Linked DNA regions of Callithrix jacchus: region 1 is linked to region 2. The links are chromatin contacts, called in public Hi-C maps. All regions are on one chromosome and are shown on one strand. The core of a region is the stretch at or near the end of the contact, and the rest is flanking DNA. Distances in the headings are between cores, read along the strand shown. Region 1 holds the start of SSBP2 (single stranded DNA binding protein 2). Region 2 holds the start of ATG10 (autophagy related 10).

The links. Hi-C and Micro-C count contacts between places; a contact is called where the count stands out from the background.
Region 1: a Hi-C map of skeletal muscle shows a contact between it and region 2, with 4 times the contacts expected there. The contact joins the promoter of SSBP2 here to the promoter of ATG10 in region 2. A contact is called at or near these places in 2 of 3 Hi-C or Micro-C datasets (both in skeletal muscle).

What each region holds. Positions count from the first base shown.
Region 1 is chr2:129,209,806-129,213,847 of calJac240_pri, forward strand. SSBP2 (single stranded DNA binding protein 2) reads left to right here and starts at 2,588. Exons shown (of 15, transcript XM_078365266.1): 1 at 2,588-2,717.
Region 2 is chr2:128,981,635-128,985,288 of calJac240_pri, forward strand. It overlaps ATG10 (autophagy related 10), which reads right to left and starts at 2,158. Exons shown (of 7, transcript XM_078365889.1): 1 at 2,105-2,158.

The sequences.
Region 1 (4,042 bases), core at 1,338-3,837, 230 kb after region 2:
CCGTTGGCTGCCTTTAAGTGGCTACTGAAGAGCAAGTGCAAGCAGCCTTAGTTATACACAAGAACCACTTGGAGCTTATAAAAAAAATGCAGGTACTTGGGTCCATCCCCAAGGTTTCTGATCCAGTTAGTATATAAACAAACAAAACCCAACAACAATGAAAATAAAGGCAATTCTAATATGCCATGATTGAGAAGCATAGTTAAGAGAGTACCAACACCAGTGCAAGGATAATGCCTACTTTGTTTTTGGATAGTAGGACAAAGACCACCCTTAGTTCATTTTTCCAGGGGCAGGCAGCAGGGTGGCTGAGAAGCTGCCAGAGCTCTCTGGGAAGTGACAGCATTCTTGGAGCAGCATCTTTATAGGGAGTATTCTATGTGTGATGGAGCCTTGAGATACTAAAAATTTTCTATGTTAAAGCCCATGGAAGTAGATAATTGAACAACAAATTACATAATGCTAATCTTGAAGTTGAGTCTGTAAACTGTGGCAACGTTATACACATTTGAGCATTTTGAGCAAAAGTTCATTAGGAGAGGCTGACTGGCTCAGCTTCACTTCAATCACCCAATCATTGCAGGTCATTAGAAAGAGAAAGGAGAATATGAATGCGATATCCCAACCACCCAATCGTTGTAAGTCATTAGAAACAGACAGGAGAATTCTGAAGTTAGAAATGGCAAATTACTTATCTTGGAAATTAATCTACTTAAGCCAGTGTATTTTTTTCCCCCACTCCCCACTCCCCATTTCCTTGATTGGCTGAATTTTTGTCCTTTTTTTCTTGTATCTTGTGTGTTTTTTTTAACCATGTCTGTCCTCTATTGTATTTTTAATCTTTTGCTATGACTTTCTACGGCTTCTTCATTAATCCTGTATCTTCTAGTCTTTTCATCTTTATATACCTCACTTTTCCCGTGTTTTTTTTTTTCCTTTTCCTTAACACGAGTATAGAAAGTCCTTCCTCTGTATTTTGCCCAGTTTTGATTTATGTTTGGTTGCCAACCCCGCTTTTGATTCTCGACCTCTCATTTTTGCTAACTGTCCTTCCTTAACCTTGTGTTGATTTTTTATTCCTATCAGTTCTGTCAATGCTCACACCCATTTCTTTCCTTTCCATCTACCTCTGTATCTCCATATGCATTTTTATGATCCTGCTACTAAATGCTGAAAGATATATGTGTGTGGAATAGAACGGTACTTTAGTCGACGCGAATCCTATTTCCCTGTCCTCCCACAGCTACTTCTTGTCTATTCATCCTTTCCATATGTCGCCCTGTCCCACTCCGGTCCGTACCCTTCTTCCCAGTTTGAAGCCCATCTACTTTCTAACCCCATTATTACCCGTCTGATTTTACAGCCAAGGATCTCAACAAAATAAAGGATGCAGAGCTCTACTGGGAACCAGGTTGTGTGTGTTTCAGAAACTTTTGCGCGTTTACTGAAATGGGATTAGGGATTTGGATACAGAAACATTCTCGGGCAACCTTTCAGCCCTGGCACAGCTTTGTACACCTTGGAGCGAGCTGGGGCCTATTCTAACCGGCAAGGACAGGGAAGTCTTTCAAGACCTTCTCTGGCCTTTTTCACTCCAGGGGTCAGGATGAATAGGCATCACCGACCCAAACTGTTAAACCAGGCCGGGTGGGGAAACCTGGGGCCCTCTTCTGCAGCAGATCCGGCGGGGTGTCCATGGCGCCGCGTGGCTCCGTGCGAGGAGGGTTTGGGGTACTAGCCGCTGCGGCCGCAGGAGTCACCGGGCCTCTTTGGGAGGTCCGCTCACCACTCACAGAGGAGGCCGACCCCAGCCCGGGCACTCCCCTGGGGAGCAGGGCGCGGCCCGGGTGCCGCCACCGCAGCAGCGCCGAGGTGCAGTGTCTCCCCCAGGAGGGAAGGCGAGTCGCTCTCGGTCGCTCAGCCCGAAGGTCGAGGGAAGAGCCCCAGTGTCCCTCGTTAGCCGGCCCTCCGGGAACTGGGCGGGGGCGACACCCCAGGGAGCAGGGCTGAGGATGGCAGAAATCAATCCTGGGTACCGGCGCGAGGTCACGTACAGGAGAGGGGCGAAAGAGGGGCTGGTGGGGGCCCCAGGATGGCTGGGGCCGTTGCTCTGTCTGTGGACTCGGCGGGCGCCCCGAAGTCTGGGGCCGCCACGGCTCCAGCTCCGCCGGCCCGGCCAGAGACTCCAGGCCGCAGTTTCTCCTCCTCCCGGCGCCTTCTCTCCAGTGAGGAGCCGAGCGCGGGCGGCGCGGGGGGAGGGGTGGCGGTGGAGAGAACAGCCAGTTGTTTAAAATCCTTCTAGAGCAGTTTCTAATTCCCCCCTTGCGCCCGGGTTCGGAGGGGGAGGGGGGGAAGGAGAGCGGGTGGAGGGAGGAGAGCGGAGAGGGAAGGAGGGAGGGAGGGAACCGGGGAGGGAGGGAAGGAGGGAGGAGACTGCTGCTGAGGCTGTAGCCGCCACCGCGCGCTTCGGCAGGCCGGAGGGAGGGGAAGGCCTGTCAGTCTCGCACGTTGCCTTGGCGAAGGGGGCGGAGCTTTGGCGTGGGGCGGCCAATAGTGGGGGTGGCTGCGTGGGTCGCCATGGGGACGGGGCTGTTCCCGGGGAGGCTGTGATGGGTTGACAGGTGCGTGACAGTGGGAGCTGCTCTCGGCACAAGCATGTACGGCAAAGGCAAGAGTAACAGCAGCGCCGTCCCGTCCGACAGCCAGGCCCGGGAGAAGTAAGTGTCTCCGCTTCTCACCCACCTCCGCCTTCACACGCGCGCACACTCACGCACGCACTCGCACACTCTGGGAGACACAGACACTCTCCGTCCGGGAACGCCGGGGGTGGGCTGGCAGGGGGAGGGGTGCCGTGGTGGGGGCGTGTGGTGCGGGGAGCGGCGCTTTTCCCGGAGGTGCGGGCGCGGGGCGGGCGGCCGCAGGGGGCTGTCCGCAGGAGGGAGCGGGTGTGTTGAGGGGCGGCGGTGGTGCTGGCGGTGTGGATGGAAACTTGTTTGGGTGATTGAGGGAGATAACCCGCGGGTTCACCTTCCAAAGTAACTTTCGAGCTGGGGTCTGGGGCCCCGGGGACCCGGGGAGCCGCCGGGGGTGGCAGCAGGGGCAGCTGCGTGGAGGAAGGCGCGCGGTGGGAATGTCGGTGTTTGGCGGGCCGACCGGGTCGGGGCCGGGGTCGGGCGGGCGGCGCGGGGAGCGCGGCGACGGGGGCCTGGGCGCTGGGGCTTGGGGCGGCGAGCGCAGTGAGAGGCGAGGGCGGCGGTGCCGGGAGCGCGGCGGGCGGAAGCCGGGCGTGGAGCGGCCGAGCGGGGCCCCGCGGGGCGCGGAGACGCGCGCGGGGCGCGGAGGGCGTGTGCGGGTGTGGGCCGGGTGGGCGTCCCGGCTTTCCTGGGCTAGCGACGGACTCGGCGCCCGCAGTCCCCTGCGCGGCGCGGAGCTGGGGTGGAGGCGGGTGGGCGCCGGAGACGCCGCTGAAGTTTGGGAGTCGGAGAGGGAGGGAGTTCCAGGGGAGCCAAACTGTGCTGGCGAGGAGCGGGGTCTGTTGGAGGAGGCCGGCGTTTCTGCCTCTCGCAGCGGACCCAACTCCGCGGCGGCGGCGGGCGAACTTTTTGTGAGGCTGGCAGCCCCAGAGCGGCGGGAGGGGCGGGCTTGGCGGGGCGGTGGTGGGGGGCGCGCGGAGGGGAGGTGTGGGAGCCTCCGGGGGCGCCGAGGAGGGCAGCTGCGGCGGGGAGGGGCGATGGTCCGAAAAGGGGTTTGTGGGAGGGGAGACGCGTTCAGGTGGGAAGGAACCGCTTGGTTGCAGTTGTGGGGAGATACAGGTGTTAACTTCGGTGGGAGCCCAGGAGGCAGCTGGCGAGAACAGAGCCCCTCCCTGCCCGGGTTGCCACTGTCACGGCACACTGCAAAGCAGAGCGGTTTGCTGCTATTCTTGTGTATTTGTAACGGTGATTTGGTTGTTACTAAAAATGAGAACGGATAGTGACTGTGACCACTGAGGAAGAATCCCCCCTCCCATTTTTTTTTTTTTTTTTAACTATGCAGCAGATTA
Region 2 (3,654 bases), core at 908-3,407:
AACAAACAAAAAAAACCCAAAGGAGATTCCATTTAAAACAGCTGGCAATAGGAAACTATTGTAGGTTCTTGAGCTCAGAAGAGATGATAAACAGGTTTTCTCAGAAAGACGTTACATGACAGTGATATGAAATAACCCTAGCTTTCAAGCTAAACTCTTATTATTAAGCACCCTCCCGGGATTTTATAAACCTATGTGATCAGGCAAGCCCATAAGAGAAGGCTTGTCTCTGCAGTTTTCAGCAACCATTCCCTAATCAGGATTCCTTCAGGTACAGCTTATTGTCCTATACTCCATTCCCCAACTTTCTAATTGCTTTATTATACTCAGGCCAATTGTCCCCTGAAAACATTTGTTATCAATAGATAATCACCAAATGATTTCTATGGCTTTTTTCCAAATGATTTCTATGGCTTTTTTTTTAAGGTTCCCTGATTATATGTATGATTCAGATACAACCTCCTGAGTCCCAAACACATCTCTAGGCTTTAAAGATAATAACCAAATCAAGCCCATCTTAAGAAATCTGAAACCTTTACCCTACTTATTTTTCCTAAAGGACTGCTTTACCTTTCTCAGAAATGGATTAGGCAACAGGAACTACTGTCAACATAGTTTGGCCCAACACATTATACCTAACTTGAATGGCCCACCATGTAGCAAAATCTCAGTTAACCTTATCCTAAATAAAACAGGAGGTGGCAAGGGAAAAGAAGGGCACAGAGAATATAATCTTTTGACACTCACATTCAAATGTATGCAGTTTAGAACTACTATTTCAACTAATTTCTTCAATTAAAAATATCAATAACAACTTTTAAACTGCAATTTTCAAGACTGTAATTTCTCAATACTCAGGATTTATTATTATTTTTTTTTTTTTTTGGTCAAGGTTCTGCAACATTTCCCCCGGTCAATATTCAACTCTTCGGAAGCAGTGAGAAAGGATTCTACATGGGATCCTATGATGTATTTGAGTACACACAGGGTCTATGTTCTCCCATCCTGAGAAGCATAAACTTGTTTTTGCCACTAAAGAATAGAGACCATCGTCCAATAACAAAAGTTATAAATATGACTCAAAGTGAACCTGCGACAAAGACTTACTAAACTCAAAATGGAACAAGCTGAATGGCTTAGTGCACCCAGAAGCATTTGAGAAACTGAGTACAAACACCAAAGAAAAAATGATGGTATAAGTTTAATAGGTTTGATAGAAAAATGGTTAATAGCCTAAAAGCCTACAAGGCAATAAAACTACAACCTTTAGGAGTAGTGTACTTCTTTCTCTCCCACTCAGAAATAACTTGCATCTCTAGTAATCAAAGATGTTAACTACAAAACCTAGGCCCTAATCAGTATCATCATGCCAAACAAATATAGTCAGTCCCCTAGAAATCTAAATCATCTTCAGATGGGCCTGTTAAACAGGCTTCATTTTGACTCTGAAAAGACATGTTGTCATCCTTTTGCCTTATTTCCAATACCACTGTAATTTTATCGCCACTAAAAGTTTCTATAAAGCAGTCAACTATTCCTTTAACATTCTCCCGCCCTCCCCGCCAATTCATGATTTTATAGGTCATTTGGGAGGTTTTTTAAAAAAAGAAAAACCTGTTGGCTCTAAATATCAGGTTATTTCTCCTAACACTTAATGAATCTGAAACTTCAAATTAAGTTGCACTCAGCCACTAGAAGCCCCGGAAATTTAATACTCTTTGTTTCAACATCACATGCTCAAAGACTTGCTATCTGCTATCAGTATGTGGATTTTAAACACAAGATAGTAACTACCCACTTCGAGGGTGCCGCAGCCTTTGGGTAGTAGCCATGGAGCGCTAGTGACACCAGGTGCGCGACAAGGGGCGGATCCCCAGGGAAAGAGTGTCTTCGCCCTTCCCCGCTCGCCCCAAGCCCCGAGCGGTGCGGCTAGCACAGGCCTGCAGTTCACCCAGAGGGGCCACTTCCCCAGCCTTTTGTTCAGGGCTGGGCTGTTTCCCGCCTACCCGCGCGCGCCTTTCCTCCCTGTACTAGGAGTAGGGCGAGAACCGTGTGGGAGCAGAGCCGGAAAAAGGCGACCGACAAGAGCTGTGGGAATACTCACCCGGCTCGGCTCGGCCCCTGACCCTGCAGCCCAGCCCGGCGAGGGCGGGGCAACGGAGCCAAGGGGAGGAGAGCCGGGGAGAGGGACTCAGCGCCTTGCGAGGCCACCACCGCGCCGGCGGCCCTAGGGAGCTGAATGATGGGGTTGTAGGGACCTCGAGGGCGGTGGATGAGCATAGCCTGCGCACCTTCAGGCCAACCAGAAGCTACGCGGCCTGCTTCTGTCAGCGCCTCAGGCGGCCGAAACGGAGCATGCGCACCTCGCCTTCCCGCGCGCCGTGGGGGCCGCCTAGTGCAGGCCGGTGACGTGATCCGCCGCGGGCTCCGGGCAGAGGCGGGGCTGGGACCAAGGCCAGTACTGGGAGAGGGTGGAGAGATGGGAAGCGAGACCTCCCCGTCGCCCGGGTCCACCGCTGCCAAGGCCCCGCCCCTCGCTTCGCCGGTAGCTGTCACCCCCCCCACCCCCATCTCCAACCGAAGGCACCGGGGGTGCCCTCCGCGGAGTACAAAGGCGGCTCGTTTAGGGGAAAACGGGTTACTAGCATCCCCCTAAGAGGTTGGAGAGCCATACCAGCATGCACACACCACAAAAAGTCTTGTAAACACAACAGTTAAGCACGAGCATGGCTACCCCTTGAAAACTTACGGATGGAGGGAGAAGTTAGGAATTCGAAAATTGACAATAGTACCATCTGTGGCACATATCTCAGAGGAGAAAAAAAATTCTAGCAGCAAAATTAAATTGGGGCGAAACGATGGGGATAAAGACTAGAAAAAAAAATGTAGGAGTAACAGGGGTGATCGAACTGAAATAGCAGACATCTGAAAGAAAACTAGCATCTGCTCCTTTTAACAACAGAGTTAAATTTGTTGGAAATGAAAGGAAAAAATGCAGGCGAAGAAGTGAAAGGAAAACCTGCCTTCAAACTACATGGTGTGGTTTTGATCTTGTACTACAGTTGTGTAAGATGTCACCATTCGAGGAAACTAGGTGATAGGTACATGGGACTCCAGGTGTTGTAGTATTTTTGCAATTTCCTGTGTCTAAAATGATTTCCAAATAATAAGTATTTTTAAAAGAGAGAATACTGATGGGTGGCGACCAGGGTGAAGGTCTGGAGGATAGGGTTGACTTAAAAAGGAGCTTGAGAGCTTCTATACTGTGACTGCTCGTGACTAAACCACTGTTTGTCAAAACCTATGAGGTATAAATTTTACTGCAAGTAAAATACTTTAAAACTCAAAATGGTGCAACTAACAAAAATGAATTTACACTAGCATTTTTTAGCAACTATGGATATAAATTAATTGGTAGCTGCCAATTTAGATTATCCATTTAATTTTTTTAAAAACACAAGGCAGTGTGCTGTAAATTGAGAGTTTAAGTAGGTGTCTCCATCAACTTTAAGTATTTACCTTAAAAACATATTTCACAAATGAAAACAAGAATGTAGCTGGGCACAGTGGCTCATGCCTGTAATCCCAGTGCTTTGGGAGGCCGAAGTAGGAGGATCACTTGAGTCCAGGAGTTCGACACCAACCTCAGCAACA